2 separate regions of the Anas platyrhynchos genome follow, and region 2 is linked to region 1. Evidence: chromatin contacts called from public Hi-C data. All regions are on one chromosome and are shown on one strand. The core of a region is the stretch at or near the end of the contact, and the rest is flanking DNA. Distances in the headings are between cores, read along the strand shown.

What was found. A called contact is a pair of places that touch in the nucleus more often than the background predicts.
Region 2: a contact with region 1 is called in a Hi-C map of skeletal muscle, with 2.2 times the contacts expected there. The contact joins two enhancer-like sites. A contact is called at or near these places in 4 of 8 Hi-C or Micro-C datasets (F1 follicle, liver, skeletal muscle and 1 more).

Annotation. Positions count from the first base shown.
Region 1 is chr19:10,595,242-10,601,793 of IASCAAS_PekinDuck_T2T, forward strand. STX8 (syntaxin 8) reads left to right here. Exons shown (of 8, transcript XM_027471681.3): 5 at 6,461-6,552. Among named protein-coding and RNA genes, the nearest start is that of STX8, 9.5 kb to the left of the region's middle. Within about 2 kb of position 3,035, at least 2 of the 8 cell types and tissues checked have an H3K27ac peak or open chromatin away from gene starts, as enhancers often do.
Region 2 is chr19:10,707,439-10,713,990 of IASCAAS_PekinDuck_T2T, forward strand. NTN1 (netrin 1) reads right to left here. Exons shown (of 5, transcript XM_027471677.3): 3 at 2,381-2,434. Among named protein-coding and RNA genes, the nearest start is that of NTN1, 61 kb to the right of the region's middle. Within about 2 kb of position 3,948, at least 2 of the 8 cell types and tissues checked have an H3K27ac peak or open chromatin away from gene starts, as enhancers often do.

The DNA of each region.
Region 1 (6,552 bases), core at 1,785-4,284:
ATGCTGAGACAACTGACACTGGTAAAATCCCAAGTGGGCAGCGTTTCTGCAGGGGCTGGGGGCGTGAGAAGGCTCCCGTCTGCTCTGAGCAGTGCATAAACTGATGTGCCTGCTGGAAAATTGGCCTTGAGTGAGAGGAGTCCCTGCAGGCTGCGGAGCTGGCAGGGTCAGGGCTGAACCTCGAGCTGCCCTGGCATGAAGGTGTTGAGGCAGACAGGAGGAAAATACCAAAATCCCATGATAATTTCATGCTCCATTAGAAATGATCAGGGAAACCAGTATTTTCCAGCATAAGATAACATCAGAGACAGTGCTTATTTTCTAGTGTTGCAAGGCTCGAAATTTAATAGTTCTCTTTTAACTTCTTTAATTAAAAATGGATAAAACTATGCCAACTATTCTCTGGCTGGTGAATTCACACCCCTGCCCTGTTCTCCCTTGTAGGTCTGGCTTTCAGTGGTACGGGCAGAGATGTAGCCAGCACCCGAGTGTCGTGCCAGGAAGTCAGACCTTTCCCTTGCATGAGGCAGGCTGCAGGTGGGTCTGTCAGGAAGGAGTTTGTCCCCCCTGCGTGCCCTGTGGCTTGCAGGGACAGAAGGCAGCAGTGCCTGGCAGGGTTAGGCTGCTGTTTGCAGCAGTCGGTTTCCCTGAAATGGTTACAGCCTCCTGGAGCAGCCTGCGTTGGGTTGCAAAGGCCACCGTGTCTGAAGGCTGAAATTTTTGAGTCGGAAAGCTTTAGCCACTGCATTAGAAAAATCAGCACGTGTTGTTTGATTAAGTTCTAGCAGTGACACTTTTCTCTGGTTTTGTATTGGTTTTCCGTATCTAATCCATCTCTGATGTGACAGCACAAATTTTCAGAAGTCGTTTTCTTTCCAGCAGTCATTCTTTTCATTAACCTTCTTGCACCACTGATCACATATTTATTGTCCCCATGGCCTGTAATTGTGAAGGTTTTGCTAGAATTAATCTTCGTTTATGTTTGGTCACCATTCAGTGAGTTTTACATCCTTTGAAAACTGCTGTAAAGCTATTTCTGATTGTGAAGTACAGTGGTCTTAATGCTCTTGGTATTTATCCTAACTGACAACTTGGGCCAGAACACAGGGCAGGACGCTATATTGCTTTGGGATAACGTTAGTTTCCCTTCCGGCGTTGTCGGCCTTAATTAAGATGCAACTGGAATTTTCCAGGAGAAAATTGCACTGTTTGCGTGACTCTGCCTGAGTAGGGTCACTCAAGCTTTCTGTAATTGGGTTTCAATCGGCAATTTCAGAATCGTCTCCCCGCTTTTCTCCTTCGAAAGAGATATGTGCAGGTACCATAACAGAGACTTAAGAGAAGCAGAAATGCCAGTGATTTCATATCATTTGAAAGGGAGAAGTGGAAAAAGCAACTACAAACGTTGACTTTCTGGAAATGAAACAATATCAAAATATATCTGTGGAGGCAAAGGAATCAAGAATATTCCTCCTCCTGTCTGACCAGGGAGTCAGTGTGTGGGACTGTTTGCAGATCACCAGTGAGTAAATAAGTTGTGTGTGCCTTAACATGCCTTTTTGATTTCTTTGAATTTCTCAAAATGCAGAAATTTTTAATGGCCATGGGACACAAAGCATCTTAAGTAATAACTACCCTAAATAACTTCTGGAAGAGTCCACAATCTTTTTCTCATTTTTTTTTTGGATGTGGGATAATGCCATGTCCAGTATTTTTTCTGTTTAAATACTTTTCTGTCGAATGTAAGGTATTTAGGTCTTAATCCAACCTGATGTTTTGCCTTATGCCAAATGGGCATCAAGTGCCTGACGTTCGTCCATGAGCCGCTAGGTGTTTAAAAGCTTTTGAGAATCTGGCTCTTGCTTATGGAGGAGCAGATGTCCTTTGGAAAAGGAGATTAAAAAGCAGTAATTTTTGACGTGCCTTTAAAATGTCTTTCTGCTGTTGGAAGCTTTTTAGGGTCTTCTGACATCAGATGCAATTAGCCTGATGTCTAAGAAGATCAATGAAAAAGTTTCTCAAAAGGGTGGAAGAAGAGGCAAATTGTCCACCCAGAAACCCATGCTTGAGAGTCATGGGATCAAATCAAGGGCCTGGGGCAGGATTTTCCAGGATTAATATGTCTTTGGCCATGTAGTTACGAGAAAAAACGCTTCTAATTGTCCCAGCATTGCTCTCGTCCACTGCATTGTGTCTCTGTGCTTGGGTCTTCTCCCTGCAGAGCACCTGGAAGCGCTCCCCGGGTGGCAGCGTGTGCAGGTGTGACTGCGAGCAGCAGCGCCCTGTGCACCTCTGTGCACAAAACCCGGGGGGTTTGGGTCTGTGTGAAATGCCAGGAAGGTGCCAGGAAGGTGTGCAGCCTTCCCTTGGTTTGGTCTGCGCTCAGCATCCCTGGGGCTCTCCAAGGTCCTCGCTGACTGTGGTTATGGGAACGCCGCATGCACATGCATCTAAGGAGCTGCAAAGGGATGCTGTTTTTTGCAGAGATTTCTCTGTATCTAAACACAACAGAGGAAGGTAAGTCAAACCCCACACTTTCAGGCATTGTGCTCCAGGTTGTGCCTGCTTTCCTATTTATTAGTGGTTAATGCTTGTTAGCCTCAGGAAGAGTTGTCTATAGGAGGGCAGCTTTCCAGGCTGAGCTGCTTGCTTTACATTTTGCCTCCTGAGTTTGCTCAAAGCTCCCTGAAGTGCCCTGCCCGAGGTTGCTCCTGCACCAGCATCGCTCCCAGGGTGTTCTGGTGCGGGCTTACCGGAGTCCTTGTTGTAGTTCTCATCCCAGAGGAGTGTGAGTGGGCTGTGGGATCCCACTGCTCTCTTCTGCTGAGCAACTGTCCTGCGGGGTGCGTGGCTCTGCTGTGGCCACCGCAGCATGAGAAGGGCTGGTGTAGAAGGAGGGTGCTGGTATCTGAGAGCTCGCTGTCATGGAAGTGTTCCCTGGGGTGCATGTCTTGAGGTCTGCATGGAAAAGTGAAGTCCCAGGGAATTAAAACACGGGTGTGAGCCGTGTCGTGAAGGTCCCTGTCCTTGGGGACGTTCCTGCTGCAGGAGCACCCCGTCCAGCCCGAGTGGGCTCGCTGGTGCCCAGCTACGTGTGCGGGTCCCACTCTGCCCTCGCCCAGCATGGTGCTGCTCCCTGGTGGGTGCCCGCTGTCTGCACGAGCTGGAGCTGCCCTTCTGCCCTGCAAGCCAGGAGCTGCCCCAACAGCGTCGTGGGCAGGAATCAGGGGGCTTGGAGGTGCCGCAGAGCAGCCGTGTCCTCCGGGTGTGCTGCTAGCCGTGCAGCTGGCAGGGAGTTTGTGGTTTTTAAAGGGGGGAGCAGTTGGTGGGGCTGTAGAAAAGTGGTGGTGAGCAGCACAGCGTCCCTGTGCACATGAGAGGTGCTGCTTCCTTCTCGCTCACGGTGCCAGTGCTGCCCGTCCTGTGGGCCTCGGGTCTCCCTGGGTCTTCTGGGGACAGCCCCGTTTGGGAAGGTGCCGGGGGCACTCAGAAGAGCTTGTCCTCATGCCGTGTCTCCTGTTTGTTTTCTCAGGGAGGAGAGCTTTTGTTCTGTAAGTTAAAAGTTGTGTAAGTTAAGTTAAAATATCATACTTGGTGTTTGATTTACTAGCTCGGAGCTTCCTAAAATTCCCTGCCTGCCAGTGTGAGCAGTTAAACCGTAAGTGAGAGAATCCCTGCCTCCTCTGCGGGGGCTGACCTGCGGAGCTCAGCAGAGGTGCTTGGAGCGCTTCAAAGACTTCTACTGTACGACTGTATCTTTAGGGGGATGCTCAAGTGAGCTTGCAACCGATTGTCATATGACCCAGGTTTTGTTTAAAATTCAGTCGTGCTGATCAGTCTTCTAAAGCCGTAAGCCTTGCTGTGTGGCCTTGGTCTAAAGTAAGCACTGGTTGACTAATCTAAGTTACTCGGGAAGTTTTATAGGAATTATCGGTGAAACAATGCCTTCTGAAAGATAAGCCCTCACTTGTTAAGCAATGGCATAGCCCCCTGATTTTAAACCCCATCATCTTTTATACTTGGGCACATTGCTAAGCCTCATAATTAGTTAAATCTGCTCCTATAATCAAAAGCTATCCGCACACTCCACTGCTCTGTGACGGTTTCAAAGATTTACGTGATTAACTTGGCGGAGGCGGTGGGTGGCTAATTGGATAAGCTTTAATCTTCACACCACCAAAGCGAAACATGGGAAGATCAGAGGAAGTAGGAAGTTCTGCTGTGTTGTGTGGGAAGGTAGTTACCAAACATGTCAAAAAGATTATTGTAACGAGCAGACCTGTTGTCATGACCCAACCTACAAGAATAGGGCAGATTATTGGGGGGGGGAGAGAGTGCAAATTATTTCAAATTTGCTTGCCTTGACTTTTTTGACAGGCAGAAATAGTTGTGTTCTTAGCGAGCAAAGAGCTTTATGTTCCTTTTGCTTTATTTAAGCAATTTTGTCAGGTGTTGTTAACCCTAGATTGTGTGTGCTTGCTAATTGCACTGCTGGACTGTGGCTGTAATGATCTTGGTCTTCAGAAGTGCAATGCGTCGTTACACTTGGCTCTGTGAACCTGAAACTAGAAGAGTAAGAGTGGGCTTAACCCTCCAAAGCGATGGAGAAATCTAGGTAATGTGTAAAATGGTATTTCAGAGTTATCTTTAATTAAACCTGATCCTAGCTCGATAAATACCCGTGAGTTTTCATGGAGGCGCAGAGGACTGACGTGCAGAAATCCCCCAGCTCTTTGTTCCAGGTGCTGCCCATGACAGCCGGGTGGTTGCTGGGACAGGAGGCGGTTTGGGGTCTGCTCCAGAGCGATGGCCCAGCACCATCAGGGTGGTTACGAGAGATTTTGTGGTTAACAATAAGCACTTCGTAGTGTTGCAGGAACCAAAGTCACTTATTTGGTTCTGACAAATCCATTGCTTTGAGATGAAGTTAAGTGAATGCGTTTAAAATTTAAAGTGAGAAGGAATTGGAGGTTCTCAAATTTAAATGGCTGTGAACACAACATGAAGTGTGTCTAATTTACGGATGATCCAAAACTCACATGATTTTGGGTCATGGGACCGTGAGAGATGATTGGGAGATGATTTTTTTCTAGCAGTGTTGATTCATCTCATGGCCAGGAGATGTCTCTAGTTCACCGTAATTCCTCAGGGATCTCCTAGGCACAAATCGTGGCTTTTGCTTAAATACCTTTGCTGTAAAACTTCGGTCACCCTTCTGCAGAGTTCTGCAGTAGAACCTTGTTTAACAATATGCAGTTAATTCTTCCCATCTGTACTGATACTTTTGTGACATGAACTTGCTTTGTTTCAGGGTTTTGATCACAAAATGATATCAAGCATATCTTATTACCATATAGCGCTTCGGTCCATGCTGTGGAGAAGGGGCCTGGACTTGATTAAAAATAAAATAAATAGGTCTTAGTGTAATAAAACACATTTTTGAGATTTTGGGAGAATTGCTTGAGAGGTACTAAAAATGCTGCCTGCTCTTGCTTCGTTTGTGAGAATGATTTGGGAAAGAAGAGGGTAAAGATAAAAATGAGAATAAAATGCAGAAATTAAAAAAGCAAAGCAGAGATTAATCCTGTTTCCATGCTGCTGTTGAGGATCCAGTCTCGTCAATGACTCTTACCCCAAATCAGATTTGCGGTTTTGGGTCCAAATGTCTCGCAGGCAATCATAAAACGTTTATCCTGTAGCAGAAACAAATGAGAAGCTGAAAGGAGGAAACCAGAAATCTGGTATAGAGAAAAATACTTACATGGCATTTCACTCTGCTGCAGAATGTAGGTGCTGTGGGCATGAAGAACTTGTTTCGTGTTGTAACCGGGGAAGTGTCTGTAAGGTGAACACCCTCAGGTCATGAGTGCTTTAAAAGAAAACCTGTACATCGATTACTTTTTCATGTTAAGTGTGTGTGTGCCTGTCTTCATGTTCGTGGCAAACCAGCAATGCAGGGAAAAGTTCTCTGCTTTGTGTCTGCATTAGCATACCGACCCCTGTACTGTTGGAAACTTTCAGGCTGTACCTCGCTGTTTTTAGAAGCTTGTGGCTCGATTGCAGAGCAAATACATGAAGAATATGTTGATTTCCAGTAACCCTTTTTCTTCCTTTGTAACAGTTTTGAATGCTACATGTTCTACATGCAAGCAATGTACTTAATGTGAATGGATTATAGAATGTATGGTATGCATCTCACCATGTAGTTTAATTGTTTGGTGCAAAATTAATTCTCTTTGTGCTTTATTGCTTTCAGGCAGTGTTACGGAGCTTGCAGAATGCATTTGTTGTTGGAGATAAGTGGATTCTTTCTGGCTAATTTCTTCTATGATTGCAGATAACAGTGTGGAGTGTGACAGATACTTGCAGTTCCATCTCTGCCAGCCAGTCTTGCGTGCATGAATTAGAGTGTGTGGATTTTGTTTAAAACTTGAGAATTATTTAATGAAATTATTTTCAGATCTAGCCTAATGACTGGAGGGATCAAACGAGGCGTGACCAACCCGTGGCTCTTGGATGAACCTGAGGAAACCAGAGGGCTTGGCTTTCACG
Region 2 (6,552 bases), core at 2,698-5,197, 110 kb after region 1:
GCTGTGGTGACGGAGCCACAGCATCGCTCTGTGCACTAAGGGACTCGCCCCAGCAGCCGCTGTCCCTGCAGGAAGGGCTGTGAGAAGCCCTCGCTGCCTCTCCTGGGCTGCCCAAAGCCTGCATTTGTCAGGGGAGCCTGCAGCAAGGCAGTGGCTTTAGGGTCCAAGGGGGCTGCTCCATCACCCCTGCAGCAGGCTGGGAGCAGAGCGGGTTTGGGAGGCTGCAGGGGGATGAACAGGAGCCTCCTGGAGTGGAGAACAAAATCTCTGTGTTCCCAGACCAGGAGAAGGAGCATTCAGTTGGCAATCCCTGCTAGGCAGTGAGAAATGCGGCATTTAATCTGATGAGCTTTTGTTTTTAAGCATTGCTTGGATTTAATGCACTGCCCAGCATGACAACAAGGGCTGGGGACTGCCTGGCTCCTTTCTCAACATGTTTGGGTCAGAAATGGTGATGCCAGTTTCCATCCCCTAGGGTGGGGAGGTGAATCGGGCAGGAGAGGCTCAGCTGAACGTGATGACAGGATGGAGCAGAGCTCGCTCTGGCAGGACCAAGCAAACCCTTCAGAGCCTGCTCTGCTCCAACCCTCCTGGTGCTGGGGGTGGGACCGGTTGGGGTCGGGTCTCTCCTGCAGCGCACGCAGCAGTGTGATGGGCACGTTCCTCTGGGGGTCCCTCTGACCCTCAAACCAGCACCTGACGTGCTGTGCCCGCCTGTAAATCCCTGCCTGTGAAATGGGTCTGGGGGAGGAGCTCACTGGAGGATGGTGAGATGTTCTGTGGTTTGTAATTAAGCTCCTGAGGAGCTGAGGAAGAAGATTTATGTTGGTAGAAGAGGGTAACTGAGGCTGGTGTTGGGAGATGGTGCTTTAAGGAACAGAAGACTCACTGCTGATTGAATTCGGGTGAGGTGGGACAGCTCCTATTGCTAATCGCCCAACACTTGGCTGCAATGGACTCGCCAAACCTCACATTGCACATTAGCTCCTAATGAATAAGCAAAGCAGCAAAGGGGCTCATCACCAGACCCCGAGCTCGAAGCATGCTCCCTACGCTCTGCTCAGCACTGCAGGTCAGTGGAGATGCTTTAGGAAGCGCACACAAAGCAAAAGGCACAAACTCAATGCCACGAGCTATTTCTTGCTCATACCCGCCTAAGAGAAGATACTGGAATCGCTGCTGTTGTGTTTACAGCCCCAGAGGTTGGCTTCAAATCAGCAGTACAGAAAACCCCAGGGTTCCCCTTCCCTTGGCACTGGGGTCTGAAGACCTTGTCCCTTTGCTGCCTGGTTTCCTGTCCTGGGCATTGCTCCTGAGCACGCTGCCAGCACAGCTTGTGGGAAAAGCCCAGCCCCAGGGCTTGGAGTTCAACTGCAGGTGATGTCCATCAGTTTTAGTACAAAAGCTTTAATTTATGAAGCTTCCTGCACCGGTAAGGCAAAAGTAAACAATCTTCCCTCCCTGCGTCCTTCCCCATCGTGGCACTGTCCAAATACCCCAGGAATCTGCGGGCTGTGGGACAGGAGGAGCTGCTGCACTCCTGCTGTCATCGCCTGCTCAGGCAGGTCCATTGAGGGGAGCGGGGACAGGAAAGTCCCTCAGTGACACGAGGAGGCAGGTGTCTGTCCCTGCGGGGTGTGTATCAGGAGGGGAGGGTGCTGCGAACCAGTGCTGTGGTGCTGGTGGAGGTGGAGTGAATGAAATGAAGGCACTGTGAGGCAAGAGCAGGGGATGGGAGATGGGACGATGTGCACTGGGAGGTGCCAAAGCTTCCCCAGGGTGCCCCCGTACTGCCCACAGCCCTGTCCCACCCCGAGAAGCTGCAATGCTGCTGGTGAGGCACGGTGCCGGTGCCGCGGCACATCGGCCTCACCTGCCCCTCAGGTTGCTTAGCGCAAGAAGCACACCGGTCTGGATAGAAAAAAGGAAAGGCTCACATGCAAATGTAAGCAACACTTAGGTTTTCTGTTATCTTTTGGTTCTCCAGTCCTCCTCCCCAGGTAAAACTCAGCTGAGATTTCTATTGCCCTCTTTAGGGCTCTTGTACTTGTGCAGCCACTACGTACATCAGCTAGCGGTGCTCTCCAGTCCTTCCCTGGTTTCCATCAAGGGCCGGTGCCATGCAGTAACCCCCATTTGCTCCTCGGTGATTCTCCCCCCCGGGAACACCTTTCTGCAACTTCCCCATGCTCACGCTTGCTCCCAGCAGCTCCCATCTCGGGGTGCTGCAGGCGTGTTTTCAGAACTCAGATATTCAGGGCACAAAAGGTACCTGCTTGTCCCAGTACAGGCACCAGAATTTATCCATTAATTTTACACATTTTCAAGACCTTTACCCTGGAGGCAGAGAGAAGAGGCTTTAGGAGAGGAGGCAACGTACCTGCAGGTTCCTCCGTGCTGCTGGCGGCGGTGGTGGGGGGAGCGGCGGGGATCTCTGCGCCCGGCGGGGAGGAGCAGGCGGGAGCGGAGAGGGGACAAAAGAAAGCAGCGTTAGTCCCGATCCCGAGGAGCTGAGCCCTGCCCAGCCCTGCCCAGCAGCGCGAGGTGCCCGCAGCCCTGTGAGAGGCCGCAGGTTGCAGCCCCTCGCTGGGACGCTAGCCTCATCTCACACGTTCAGAGGAAACGCGAACGGATCTGGTGCCAGCGCGGTGCTCCCTGGTTTTGATTTGGGCTTTGTGTGCATAGCTGAAACCACATCATGTTCTGGGTCTTCATGCCCAAGTCTGACTGTTTGTTGATGTTGTGGAGGCTGGGCTGCAGATGGAGCACATTATATGGTCCCAGCTTTGGCAAGACAAGCTCTTTTCCCCAGCGCGCATACGCGGCTCTCATTAGTGACATCTTTTGTGCATTTAGGGCACAGCAATTCCCGAGCATCCCTGGGAATCCTGCTGGGGGAACACCCTGCTGTCCCGATCCCTCATCTGGGTCTGAGAGCAGAATTTAGGCAGGAGAGATGTGGAGCTTGGCCACTTGGGTCTGTCTGCATTGCAGCCCCATTAGCGTTAGACGGCTTTTGGAGCTGTTCACCCTCATGCAGCTCAGCACAGGCACAAGCCCCTGTGAAACACGTGGCGCACACGTGGGTGGTGCACGAGCAGCCAGCAGGGCCGTGCCGAGTGGGGACGATGGATGCTCGCCCTGCGTGGGCTGCAGTGCAGACAGACCCTGCCTGGCGCCTTGCTCATTCCCATGGCATCATTTTTGTGTGGCTAGAAGTTTATGGGACAGGGAAAATACAGTCAGTGGTAAATCAGAGAGTAAGTGTGCTCTTGCAGACAGGGTGGCTGGACCCTCGCTTGGTTCAGTGACCAGGAGAGAGCGGGGTGTGTGAGGACGGAGAGCTGGTGCCCTGCACTGTGCATGTATAAAACCTGTGCATGTATTTGGGAATACCCCCCGAACAAGGGATACACTCATGGACATTTTTTTCAGGGATGAAAATGTGCTGCTGTGTTTTTTTTTTTGTTTTTTTTTTTTGTTTTTTTTTTAATTATTATTGTTTTCTTTTTTAGCATAGGAGAATTGCGAGATGCTCACATCCTCATTCTAATTGCTTTGGCCTCGTACAAGCTGATCAAACACCCAACAACTGCACAACGAGTTTACAGCCAGGCCAGAGCGTTGCTTGAAATGCATCTGGACCAAGCTTCGCAGCCCCTTGGGAGGATGCTCGGCAGTGTCACAGAAGCAAGCAGCTGTCACGGGGCCCGGAGGATGGCAGGGTGGCAGGGCAGGGGCAGCTGTGAGCTCGCTGCTTCGGCAGCTGGCGTGAACACAGCCCGGCCGCGATCGTGTTGAAATTCTGCGTCTGTCTTCATTTAGTGCAGCAAATCCCAGGGGAGGTGATGCAAGGAACAATTTACCCTCTGATTTACCATGGCCCTGGGGAATGATGGATGATAAACCTTTGCGCATACTTGCTGCAAAGCATACCGGAGCCATGACTGTAGCATCTTGGGGAAACAAGCATCTGGTTTGAGCTCTTGCCGTCCCATTGCGACATGGGGAAGAATGAGCCTCAAGTGACCAAAAACCACCCTGGAATGTATGTTTTCTTCCATGGGAGAAGGTGGAGAAAGGGTGCCTGCCCCCTAATTTGGCAAGGGCAGGCACTGGGAGTGGGCAGCAGACTGTAGGATCCAACAAAGACTTGATTCTTTCAACCTTCACCTTTCTTTTCCCATTTTCCCCCTATTTTTAGCAGCAAGGAGGCAGCCTCAAGCCCTCCTCCCCAGCCTGCCCTGGGCACTGCCATTTCGGTGTCTGATGTTAGAGCAGGTGGGGAGGTCTCTGGCAAGGTGAGTGAGCACCAAATGATCCAACAGCAGCAAACCCAGGAGGCTCCATAGAGAAGCACGGGGTGAAACCACACCTTGCCCAGGCATCGGTCAAAAGGGATCGAGTGGGGATGTGGCTCTTGGCAGAGCAAACACTGCAGTGCCTTTGGGAGCCATACCTGGAGCTTGCTGCTGTTAAGAGCAGAGGCTGAGGGCACACTTGGGAAGGCAAACCCAAAAGCAGACCATGCGGTGAGCCAGCCCGCGTTTCTGTGCGCATTGTGTGTTGATGGTCGCCTTTAGCAATCCAGGTGCTAAAATCGGGCTGTGCTGCTCTGGTGGCAGCTCCATCGCACCAGCAGCTCTTTTGATTTGAGCTCTGTGCTAGTGCAGCCTGGCGTTTGAAGAGAAAAATCTGTGTGTAGCGATTTGCCTGAGCACCCAGACCCCATCTGTACCCCGAGGCAGAATCACGGCTTGAGGAAATCGGGCTGTAGCTGCCCTCACACAACACAGCTCCTGGGCACGAGGGGTTTGGTTTTGGCACTGTGCCCCACAGCTGGTGATGTGTGGGGGCACCGGCAGCTCCATCCCCCAGCCCCAGCCATCAGCACGAATGCAGGGGGGTTAGTGGCTGCCTTGGCTGAGCTTGTGCTAAGGGTTAATCCCTCTCATCTACAGACATCGAAAGCGCGATCCACCTACTTATGCAGGGGGCAATGGGAGAGCGGCTTTGCTGGTAGCCCTTGGCGCAGCGGTTGCACGTGATGCCGGTGACGCCGTCCTTACAGGGACATTGGCCCGTGGTTTGGTTACAGGTTTGGCCGGCGGCGCCCACGGGATGGCAATCACACTCTGCGGGGGGAACACACAAGAGGAGGGTGAGGGCACGAGGAGAGCAGAGGTGGCGAGGCGGCGCGGCTCCACTGGCAGCATTTGGGTGTCCTGCGAGCTTCTCGTCCAGCCAGGGACCGCACCGACCTGAAACAGAGGTGGAGTTTGGCACAGGAGCAGCGGGGACCAGGGGGGACGTCTCACACGCTGTGGGCGATCTGTGCTCCGTGGAGCTGGGGAGCAGCGCGGGGGGCCTGAGGTCCTGCTCTGGGGCACCCACCCGTGGGCACTGCACTGCCTGGGTGCTGGGATGGGGAAGGGCTGCAGGGCTCGAGGAGGAGCTGTGGGGCAACATCGCTGGGGCAGACCCTAACCCTAACCCTAACCCTAATCCCCCCGGCTCCCTGGAGCACTGTCAGGGTTGCAGGGAAGGGGCACAAAACCAAGGAGTGTTTCATCACCCCTTCAGCACACGAGTTCTCGGGTGGAAATAATCGCTTTCGATGACTTTGGGAATTCATTTCACGTGAAATTAAAAAAAAAAAAAGTAAAAAAACACACACACAAAAAACTCCTTTCAGTGCTTTTGCTCAAGCCCTTCCCCACTGAGCAACATCCCAGGCAGCTGGCACTGCGGGCGCAGGAAGGAAATGCCCTTGTGGGTGCAGGCAGCCTGAGGACCTGCTGTTCCCGGCCAGATGGATGGAGGCTTGACGGCAGAGCTGGGCAGATGTGAAGGGTTTGGCAGGGGATGTAAATACTGCACTTGAAATCATTCACCAGCTCATTTCCCACAGTGGGACTTACCGGCGCAGCTGTTGGTTAAAAAAAAAAAAAGCCAAAAAAAAAAAAAAAAGAGAGAAAAAGCATCGGGGCTTGTTATCATCACTGCTCCAAAAGGATTATGGCCTCGCACATTTGTTAACAGCCCTGGTTTCTAAGAGCTGCGAGCGCCGTGCCAGACTGCGGTCTGCCCCTGCTGAGCCGTGGCAGGCAGAGGCAGGGAAGCTTCCTTCTAGTGCACATCCTCGGGACAGAGCCAGCCAAAGCCCTGCCTGGGGAGCAAGGATCCTGCCCACCTCGTGCCCCTTGGGGCACTGCCTGCCAGAAGGGAGGCTTGGGGGAAAGACCCTGCCCCACTGCCCAGAGCCTGGAGGGGGCTGCTCTGGGGGTCGGGAACCAGCCTGGGTGCCCCAGAGGCTGGGCTTTGCTTTCAAACCCTCCCAAACCCCCCAGGATGAGGCTGTCACTCCCACGAGGGACGCTGCGACGTTTCCAGCTTTGTTCTGCCACCTCCTGCCTCTGAGACACCCCAAATCTGTGTCCCCAAATTGTATGGGGACAGCCCACATCCATTTGGGCTGGGTTTGCAGGTTCCCATGCTCCTCCCTCCCCCCCAAGCTGGACCTTCCTCCACCCCAGCTCCAGTTTGCCCCAG